2 separate regions of the Anas platyrhynchos genome follow, and region 2 is linked to region 1. The links are chromatin contacts, called in public Hi-C maps. All regions are on one chromosome and are shown on one strand. The core of a region is the stretch at or near the end of the contact, and the rest is flanking DNA. Distances in the headings are between cores, read along the strand shown. Region 1 overlaps CMSS1 (cms1 ribosomal small subunit homolog). Region 2 overlaps CMSS1 (cms1 ribosomal small subunit homolog).

Evidence for each region. Hi-C and Micro-C count contacts between places; a contact is called where the count stands out from the background.
Region 2: a contact with region 1 is called in a Hi-C map of subcutaneous adipose tissue, with 2.0 times the contacts expected there. The contact joins two enhancer-like sites. A contact is called at or near these places in 4 of 8 Hi-C or Micro-C datasets (F1 follicle, liver, skeletal muscle and 1 more).

What each region holds. Positions count from the first base shown.
Region 1 is chr1:89,202,977-89,207,997 of IASCAAS_PekinDuck_T2T, reverse strand. The region is part of intron 2 of CMSS1 (cms1 ribosomal small subunit homolog); the gene reads left to right. The region is part of intron 15 of TOMM70 (translocase of outer mitochondrial membrane 70); the gene reads left to right. Among named protein-coding and RNA genes, the nearest start is that of FILIP1L, 71 kb to the left of the region's middle. Within about 2 kb of position 3,682, at least 2 of the 8 cell types and tissues checked have an H3K27ac peak or open chromatin away from gene starts, as enhancers often do. A contact at or near this core is called in subcutaneous adipose tissue, where this site is marked.
Region 2 is chr1:89,345,622-89,350,864 of IASCAAS_PekinDuck_T2T, reverse strand. All of the region lies in intron 1 of CMSS1 (cms1 ribosomal small subunit homolog), which reads left to right. The region is part of intron 14 of TOMM70 (translocase of outer mitochondrial membrane 70); the gene reads left to right. The region is part of intron 4 of FILIP1L (filamin A interacting protein 1 like); the gene reads right to left. Among named protein-coding and RNA genes, the nearest start is that of TBC1D23, 11 kb to the left of the region's middle. Within about 2 kb of position 2,929, at least 2 of the 8 cell types and tissues checked have an H3K27ac peak or open chromatin away from gene starts, as enhancers often do. A contact at or near this core is called in subcutaneous adipose tissue, where this site is marked.

The DNA.
Region 1 (5,021 bases), core at 2,433-4,932:
TGGAATCGAATGCTCTCTTACACCTACTTGCACTTAAGGACTAGAGTAGGTGTTTTCTGTTAATATGACTGAAGTTAAGGAAGCTGCAGTCTTGGTAATAGGGGCATAACAGCTGAGCAAGCCTTCTTGCTAACCCTACAAAACAGAGACCAAAATGCTAAAGCCTCTCATTTTGTGAATCTGTGTGCAACTGGGAATGGATGGCCACTGAAAACATAGACAAAAAGTTGAAGCTTGGGGGACTGTTTGTACTACTAACAGTGCCTAAATTATCTGTGATTGAATTGTCATCTGACTGGTATAATTGTGTGCTCAAATCCTGGATGCAGTTTACAATTGCCACCTTCTCTTGAAGACATGTGAACAGAGGCTGATGGCCTTCAAGGGGGACTATATATCAACAGTTGTTACTCCTTACTCTCTAGGCTTCAGCACAAATATAACGCAAGGCAAAATTCTTTCCTCTGTGTGTGTTTGTGGCACAGAGAAACCACATCATGCACGTATCTCAATGAGACCATAATGAGAGTGGTATTCTAGACAATACTAAAAGTTATTTTAGTACCTTCTAAAACCTTCAGACTATTGAAAAAAAAACTTATGAAATCTACTGAAGATTTAAACAGTAAAAACCCCTTCCCTTCCACTACTGCCTGAATATAACGTGAGCTGCTTGTAGAGCTGGAGGCCTTTTCAATAAAGACTATTGCTTGTTTTGAGCTTACAAGCATTTACAAGTATGTTATAAATTGAAAGGCTAGCATGTCTGCTCTTGCTTTGTCAATCTTCTCCTTGTGTAACACAGATCCTAGTAGTCATCGCAAAACAGAACAAAACAAAAATTTAGAAATGTCTCCTTGAGAAGAAAGAAAATGCAAGGATCAGTTATATTTCTGACGAGAATTCAGCCTCTGAGTTGGGACTTCCCAAAGACTGACTTAGAAAACTTCTAAATATGACCCTCAGAGGTATTTTTAAGTTGTAGCTGTTCTGCGCTGTCGTACAGACTGATTTCTGTTATGCAGCTTCTAGCCTGAATATCCCACCTATTAAGTTGCCCTCCTTGGACAAACCTCTAGGAACCCCTGTGTTAAATAATCATCCAAGAAAATCTTTATTTTGGAAGACAGACTGAAAAAGATAATCTGTTTTGTCGAGTATTACCACACCTCTCCAAATATACAGTCTCCTCATCTGGATGATCTCATGCATATATCTGTCAGAGTTCTTGCTTTACTTTGAAACAGCAACTGCAGCAAAACAGTAATATATGTAATGTATAAAAAGTTCTTGGGTAAGATCCAGTACAAGCATCTCAGGGTGAAATCATTCTTAATATTATTTAACAGGTACTTGGTGTTTGGTCCAGAGAAACTGGTCACAAGTATGTATTCCTGAAGTGAATGGAACATGTGAGCTTGGATGTTGTGTGAATGTAGGGCAAGGAGATGTGGATCATAATTTGTCTCTCACCAAGAGTTGTCAGTACATTCCTCCTCCATTTTTGGCAGTGGATTGTTGGTACTAATATCTGCTAAACAAGTAGGAACTCTTCAGTGCTCCTTACCAAAGTAACCGCATCTAGATACTCCCTCCCTGCTCTTTGGGAAGAGAGGGAGAAATATTGGAAACCTCTGGCTTAAGGAAAAGCATTTGATACTATAGAAGTGAAGGCCAACTAACCTGCTGAAGCATCACAGGCTGGAAACCTGAATGTTCTGGCAGACATCGTCATTTTGGGAACTGAGCAGGCAGCAGTCTCGCAAAGTTGTCATGGTCTCTCATGTGGTAGGAAGTGGCATTGCTGCCCTGAATACAAACATCCTGAATGAGAAAATGAACAAAGTAAGTAGTGACTCCATAGAAGTAAATACCTTGTTGTAAAGAAGTAAAAAGCAAGGTAGCAAGCAGTATGAGTCCTTTGGGAAAAGGGCGTTGCTGTTTCCAATGAAGGAGATAATGCCTACCTATGATTACATCTAAAACCAAGCAAGCAAACAAACAAACCCAGCAGTTTTACGCAATTAATGTTTTCCAATTTTCAAAACTCTTGTTCTGGAGAGTTTTTGCAAATGGGTGATCCAAACCTGAGGCTGATCAAATATCTGATCTGCCTCCAGTCGCCTTGGAAATGGGGAATGCCTACTGTGAAAACTGTCTGGCCTGGAAGATCTAGGATAGAAGTTCACATGTCAAATAGACATTTCTCCTCCTTTTTCCTTGCTCAGAGCAGCAATTTGAGAGTCCACAGTGAAGTCCACACACGCAACCATGTACATACTGTAACAAGTATGTAGAGGTAAGCTGCTGTAATGAGAAAAAAGAAACTTGCACGCTCCATAATGGAGAACATGCACCCACATGATACTAGCTCCTTATTTTTTCCGGTCAGTATTTGTGGGCTGCAGTAACTATGTTATATGTCTGTTCTTGTTTGCATCCATGGGAGATAATGAGATTGTACAGCAGATATATTGACAGAAGGTGTTTTGTTGTAGTGGTTTTTAAATTCTTTTGCCTTTCTTCTGTTCTCCATGCAGTCCACTTAAATTATCTGTGTGGTTTTATTCTTGTTGTTTGTTTGTTTGTTTTTGTTTTGTTTGGGGGGGAGGGGAAGGCACATCTGTAAAGAATCCCTAAAAAATAAGGAGTTCTTTGTTGTATTCCCAGATCAATTTTGTTCCCTCAAAACATCTGCCTGCATCCACCCATACATGTCATCTTATTCTTTGTCCCTAATCTGTCTTTGATATCTCCAGGCATCCAAGAGACTGGCCTTTAATCTTTCTTGAGCTCTTGAGAGTTACTCAACAGTTGTGCAAAGCTTTTTTCTTTCTCCTTCTGTGAAGATAGCACAAAGCTAGGAGTGCGTAACGCGTCAGGCTTTTTGCTTTTGCCAGGGGCTGTGACTTGATGGGTTTGAAGATGGAGAGAGATGTTCCTCGCTGCATTCAGCCTAAGAGTCCTTTGCTCCTTCAGGCCTTTCAGGATTCTTGTTGCCCCACAGGGACTTTCTTCCCCAGCTCTCTTCACCCTCTATTGTATGGTGAGGTAGATGTTGTGAAATATACAGGGCCAAAATGGACAGTAGCCCAGAGAGATAGTAGAAAGAAAAAGACCTAACACATTGTCTGATTTTCCTGCTTCTTGGTCAGGGGCCATTATGGATCTAACAGCTGATGATAACTGAACAGTTACCCCTCTGTTCCGGTTCTTCACTGATTGTTTCTAGAGAGATTCCAGACTAACCACCTCTGGCTTCATTTCAAGATCATAATCTCAGCACTTGTGCTTACACAAAGGTAGGGTCCTCAACTTCATTCCGTGGCTTGATGTTCTCTTTCCCTGGAAATTAAGCAGTGTCAAACTGAATGTTTGCATCAGTGCTTTCTTTTCCAAGACGCACGGTTTGGTTTTAAAGAGAAATGCTTGCCACTGGGGCAGACAATGTGCTAGGTTTAAGTTCACTTCAGAAAACTTTTTTCTTGGAGTGGCTCATGTAACTTGTTAACACACAAGAAATTATTAAGCTTTCACTTCCTCCACTCCCATTTCCTGTTTGGATGTTGAAAGGAAGCCTTAATTGCTAATTTGTGATTAGCCAGCAGCCCAGAGTGAACTTAATCCTGTGGGTTTGCACGGTACTTGCCCGTGCACATACTGCCTCTCTCCAGAGCAGGCTGCCGGGTCTCACGTTTCACGGTGGGAGCTGTAAACAACCTGCTCTTCTTCCTGTGATTTCACCGCTTGTGTTCTGCTAGCAGAGGTAGTGCCAGCACTGGAAGAGACGTGAAAACATTGGATGCTGCGAGAGAGTCAGGAGTTTCTTCAGTCTTGCTTGCCCAGGAGATGGCACTGTGCAATAGTGGGATTTTTACCTACGGTGGTGGTGGTAGCGTGACAGGATCGTGGTGGCTTGAGGTGTGACAAATGAGTGAGATTCTGGACTCAGTAAGGGCAGAATGACCTCTCTTAGGTCACAGCACTCTTTTCTGTGGAAAATGTATTGTACTCTGTGTGCTGTAGGTAGGTTGGGTTTAAATCTGCTTTGCCACCCCCATGCTAGGGAACTGACCTTCATGTGTACTCTAATGTAATCAGGACCAAAGCTGGGTTGGCAGGTGAAGTTAAATTTGCCACAAGTTAAGCTATAATACCTTTAGAGCAGCTTTACCTCCAAGGTTTTGTGCGTTTTTTTTGTGTCCTCCCTTGACACTTCCCATCCCTACTGACAGTAGAGCACAAGCAAGAAGTATGCACAATGTAGTATTTGCCTGAAAATTACAAGGTTTTTGGGATCCCCTCTAGGATCCTTCTTTCTCTCCTGGTTTTGGTATGCTCCTGTTGGCATACCAATTGGTTTGGTTTAGTGCTGGTAAATAAAACCGAGGGAACTTTTTAAAATAATCTATGGCCCCACCTGCAAATGCCTGAACTACCTTGTGCTGCCAAATGCAGGCCAATGTGGTTGAGATAAATCAAGAAAATCTGGTTTGTCTTCCTTTTTGTAATGTTCATAAGCTTGAGACCATTTCCATTTCTCCCTCCAGTAACAGCCTGAGATTGGGAGCGTGTACAAAACCTGAGGGGGCTTCTGGTCTTGGAAGGGACATGCTGCTTTATAAAATCTAAGGAAAGCTGTTTCACCTTCCAGTTTTAATTCTGAAAAAGGTAAAAAAGGGTAATACTTTCTTACCACACAGAGGTGTTACAAATGTGTTCATAATCTACTTGAAAGCTAGAAATACTATGTGAATGCTAAATATTTTTGTTACTACTAATTGAATCTTAAGTGGCCTATACATCTGCAACAAAGGCTTCTTAGCAAACACATGCCCTTTGAAATAGCCTGACCCCTTCCACTTTTTCAGAGACATTAATAGTTTCCTGGCTCAGCATTTTAGGAAATGTCGTCATAGTCTGGAGGAACCAATAAAAACATAAGTCACCTATTTTGTCTGATCATTTTATGCCAGGATATTTGAGGCTGGAAGCTGTGGAGGGGTAGGAGGGGACTCATT
Region 2 (5,243 bases), core at 1,680-4,179, 140 kb before region 1:
CCGAATGCATCTAAATTATTACTGCTTAGTGCTCAATGTTGCATGGGAACTGATCACTTTGTCAGGGTTTGCTTATAGTCCTAATACCTAAGTTGGTGCAATTCCTGGCATCTGTGTTGGTTTTTAGGAAGACCTATGTGGCTAAAAAAACTAAAATAAATATTGGTGGTGTTTTCAATTTGATCTTTCACTATTATCTGTTTGTGGGAAGTCTATCCTCAAATCTCTTCAACCCCTTCTACCAATTCACTTCTCCCTTCAAGATGAATGAATGGTTTTCAGTCTACCTGATTCTTTTTTTGCCACCCACTTGTTTCCTGAATTTGCCAGCTCTGTTCATCATTGGTGTTAAGTTAAAGCTCCTTGAGTTCTCATCTGTAAGCCCTTTTTTTGCTGTCTTTCTAAGTGGCAGAAAGATGTTTATCTTTCAAAAACCAAGCTGAACTGCCGTTTGTGCTCTGGAGAGGCCTTTTTAATTCCCATCGGTGCTCTCAAAGCACTCCTAGAAACTAAATGTTTCCCAGGAGCTACCTAGCTGGGATTTTAGCAGTTGTGTGGTTTTCCTTTATGTAATGTGTGTAAACAACAGTTAGGTAAGTATAGGCAAATGATAACAACAACAAAAGCGACAAAAAAAAAACATGCTTTTGAAATGAGCAGGTTATGCAGCATGTCTGTCAAAGTAACAGTGTCATATTAGTTTTAGGTGTTAGATTCAGAAAATACCAAAGTTTTTGTCAGTAATGTTTAGAGTTGTAGAACTAAGTAGTTACAGCAATGTTCAAAGAATCAATAAAAATTCAATTTCAAAAGGATCTTTTAACTTCTTCAGTTTTAAATTGACTTCCGAAGAAGATTTAATCACTTAGAGTAGGAACGGGCAGGAGAAATGGCAGTGAGAACTTGTATGTAGCGTGTGTGTTTGTTACTCCATGGTGAATGGCATCAGGTACTTCAGAGACTGGGACAAAGGCTTCGTGGGTGACCGCTGTCATATTCCATGCGCAAGACTGAAAATGCCCTTTCTTAATTTCAGGAAGTCAGCTGTAAAGCTCTAAAATAATACCGGGATTTATATTCTGTACACGCTTTTCCCCAAGGGCTCAGAGGTAGCTTCTCTGTTACTTATGTGGGCCATCAGGTATTCTGCCACAAGGCAGTGCTTGCTGTCTGGGGAGCGGGCTAAGGCAGGTGTGTGTGCGGGCATCAAGGAGGGAAAATTCATGCTCTTTGTGTAGTTCTAATGCCTTTGGTCCTAATCTTATTTTTCTCTAAAAGTGTGATGCATGCTTTGCCTCCTGTTTGAAATTTATCTGTTTAAATAGAGGCGAACAGTTCTTCTGTAGGCTTTCTTATTTTTCTGGTGTTGTTGTAGAACTTGATCTAGGAGAAATAACTTTAGATTGGGTTCCTTCTCACTCCTTAAATTTCTTTGTTTTTTTGAGTGGTAGAGAGAATCATTTGCAACGTAAGTGAAACTGGCCAGAGGGTGGTGCTGAAGATCCTCTACAAAGAAATCCAAATGTGTACAAAGTGCTTGTTGCCAGACTGTAGTTTGTTCCTAGATAACTGAATGTGGTTGGACTGAAAGCCAGGTCTGCAAGTGAGGATGAGTTACGATTAGGTGGCAAAGCTAAATATTCCCTTTGGTGTCCAAACAAGATGGTTTTCAGCCGGGACTGTTCAGTTGCACAGAGCATTTGAGTATTTCCTTGTCTTTCACTAGGATCTGGCATCTGTCTTCTGGGAATCCAGAGGGGAAATTCTCAGTTGCTCTGTGCTTCCTTTTATGCGACCGGTTTGTGTATGTGACTGTATTCAGATGTGTGAGCAGGATAAGTAAACCTTACACTTACTGATCTTGTTAAGGCCTTAGGCAGGGAATTGTCTGGCTCGGGGCACTGCGTTTTCAGAAATGTACACACTGTTATAAATAGCTGTGCAGAGGGAAAATAATTAGTAATCTGTACAGTGGTAGTACTCATCGAGCTATTAGGTGGGAAAACAATTGGGCTTGTTTAATCTGGAGAAAATAAAACTGGAGAAAGATATGTTAACTGTCTTCTAACATGTGAAAGGCCACTGCAGAGAAAATAGTTCTCCAAATCCAGTGTAGGGATAGGAAACAAACTGGATTTCAATTTCATCAAGGGAAATTTAGTTTCGAAATTTGCAAGATTTTTAACGGCAAGAATGTTTCATCCCTGTTACAGATACTTGGGGTAACAGGGAAACTGTTATCATTGCAGTAGTTTTAGAGCAGGGTAAAACAGGGGAAGAGTTCTTCAGACCAAATTACAAAAAGAAAAAGGGACCTCAGGATGTTTTTCAGCCTTTCTAAGCTCAGTTTTCTGCCATTTCTACTATTTTTTTATATCAGTCCTATCACAGAACTCACAATTTCAATATAAACTACTTGACAGAGAAATCTCTATTAAAATCAGAAATAATTTCCATACATTTGACATGATTTGTGCTCATGTGTCCAAATGTGCCACTGCGATGTTATTCAGCTGAACACCAAGTTCAAATCTACTTTAAGGTAGGGAAAGGAAACAGGGTTGGGCAGGGTTGGAGGCAGACTCGGCATTTCTAATTACTGAAATTCTGTCACAGGCCTTGCTTTTCTTAGGACATGTCTTCACGGGGAAATATAATCCCTGAACATAAGGTAGGTGAAAGGCTTATCGTTAATAGATAATTGACAAGTTGCAGGGGAAGGTGAGGTGGTCAAGAGTCAACTCGTGTAGGATAAAGACTGCCCTGGGACTGATCGATCAGCACTAGAAGGCAGCTTGCTGTTCTGAAATGGACAGTGCCTGTTGCTCTTCTCTTTGCCCCTTGAGAACAGAAGGCACCATATTAGGCACTGTCTCCAAGAAGAAATAGCACATGGCCTTTTGGAAGACTGAGCACTCTGCAGTATTGATTCTGCCCAGGAGAGGGCAGTGCCGACACGGAGATGTTTCTGCTGGTGCTTAAAAAATTAAGTGTATTTGTACAAGACATTATTTTACAAATATGTGTGAGGTCATCAGTTCTCTCTGCTTAGATCTGTGCTGCCATTTGTGGAGTAAGTCTTGACAGTGGGTCGTATTCTGCACAGACTGGGCAGCTAAGGATAGATGTGTTGATGCATTTCTAAGTATCCACCTTTTCAGGATGTGTGAAAATATACTCATACCTACAGACACCTCTGGATGTGAAGGCACACTCATGCTCTGCATGGAGGAGGTAAAAGAGCCCTATGCTTTTACCATCAGGGCCTTTTTTCTGTCTGGGAGCAGGCTATTTGCACCTGTGGAGGTCCCATTTAAAGGTGTGTTATTCAGAGTCCTACTTTTAAATATAAATATAAAAATTATATAATTGATAAATACATATAATTTATATGTATAACTGTATTAATTACACATATATAAAAATACTCAACTTTTGTCCTTCCTAGGTTGGGGTTTCTGCAGGATAAAAGCATCACCAATAATGGCTTGAGTATGAGACACTCAAGGATAGGAAGTTGGGGATTTTTGTCATGACTCGAAGTGCCTTGCTCTGCCTTCACATGAGTTAATTAGCTTCTTCCCTGTCTTTTTTTTTTTTTTTTTCCTCTCAGCTGTAAAGTGAGTCATTTCTTGTTAAAGCCCCCAAAGGTTTTTAGTGGGACTGTTCTGTTGAGTGCTTGCACATTTGGAGTGCTTTGTGATGCACAGACAGGCCAGATTGCATCTCTTCAGAGCACAGTGGTAGCACCTCAGGAGATGAGACCAGGGCTTTGGCAGCAACTTCATTATAAAGAGCATTTGTCCCTCGTTGCTTGCCCCTTCAGTTGTGCTGATGTAGCTGTTTGTAAAGCTGTGCTGTGAAATTAATCCCGTTTTATCTTTCGGTTTGTTCATTTCCAATCCAAGTTAGTTTCTCAACCTGCTTCGCAGTGCCCCTGAACAGCAGTGACAGCATAACTGAGCGGGCGGTATCCTGTGGTAGGGGTACGAGTGGGGAAGGAGCTGCTTTTGGCTATCCCTGTGTGAAGGGCCCAGGGAGTGGAGAGTTGCTGATGAAAATAGGTCGTTCCTGCTGTACTCAGAATCTGCTTCCCAAGATTATTTTTGCTTAGTATTCTGGGGAGAATCACATGCAATTGGCAGCTCTGATATTTGAGGCCTACTGGATGGCCACAGAAGGATGGAGCACTGGGTGATGTGTTAGCAGACAGCATTTGGCTACATCTTGGGCCCACTGACTGCAGGTTTGTGAAAAAAAGTCCCTTATTCATAAATTTTTAAGGTCAGTCTTTTCCCTGAGCAATTTCCCACTTACAGTACTTGGTGTTAATTTTAAAATGCCTTTATACACCCACTCATGCTGAGCCTGAACCGTAAGATCTTTTTCTCTTCTGTTTCTTGGTTACATAATGTTTTGGTAGTCTTTGCTTAAGCCTGGAGATTAGGCAGTTGTCAGTTTTTGTTTTGCATGTCTCAGGATCTGTTTCCTAGGGACAAAGTCCCTAGGAAAATCGTTACTCCATTTCCATCACCTAACCCTGCAGCATCCTTTCAATCTTAATCAGAAAGTATTGTATAATTCTGTTTCTGATTATTTTTCCTCAGTGTGGGAATCATGCCTTTTTAAGCCTTGCGTGAGATGCTTACGTAGAGATCTTTTCCCTTACAGCCTTGCATTCTGTCCCCAGGCACCATATTTGCATTATTTAATATACTTTGAATTGGGAAAAGTTGCTGACTGCTCCTGTAATCTTTGTCAAATTTATTCATTAATGAGCTACTTGAGGGAGTGTTTCTTTTTTTTTTTTTTTTTAAAATGCATGAAGTAGTGCCTCTCAGTTGGTGGATGGGCACTCTGCTCTCAATACCATTATTGGTTCTTACTCTATTCTTTTTTTCTTTTTCTCCTTTCCCTTCCCTTCCCTCAAAATTATAAACATTTCAAAGGAAATATTTAATCACATAAACAGAATAACTCAGAAATGCTGAGCAGTGAACTGTAGGTGCTGCCCTTGCTTGTGTTCTCTGGCTTACTGAGCTAAAACTGAAAAGAGCAAGGAAAGTGGGCTGGTAACTGCTGCTATTTCTTTTATTATCTAACTCTCCCTTTCTGTTCCTGGAGACTTTCCCTTCTCCCCTGGATGTCAAGTTGATTTTTAGATTTGAGGAGAGTTGTTTGCTAAGAATTTTGGGAAAGGAAAGGGTTGATACTATGATCTGCTGAAAACTGTTCTTATGCAC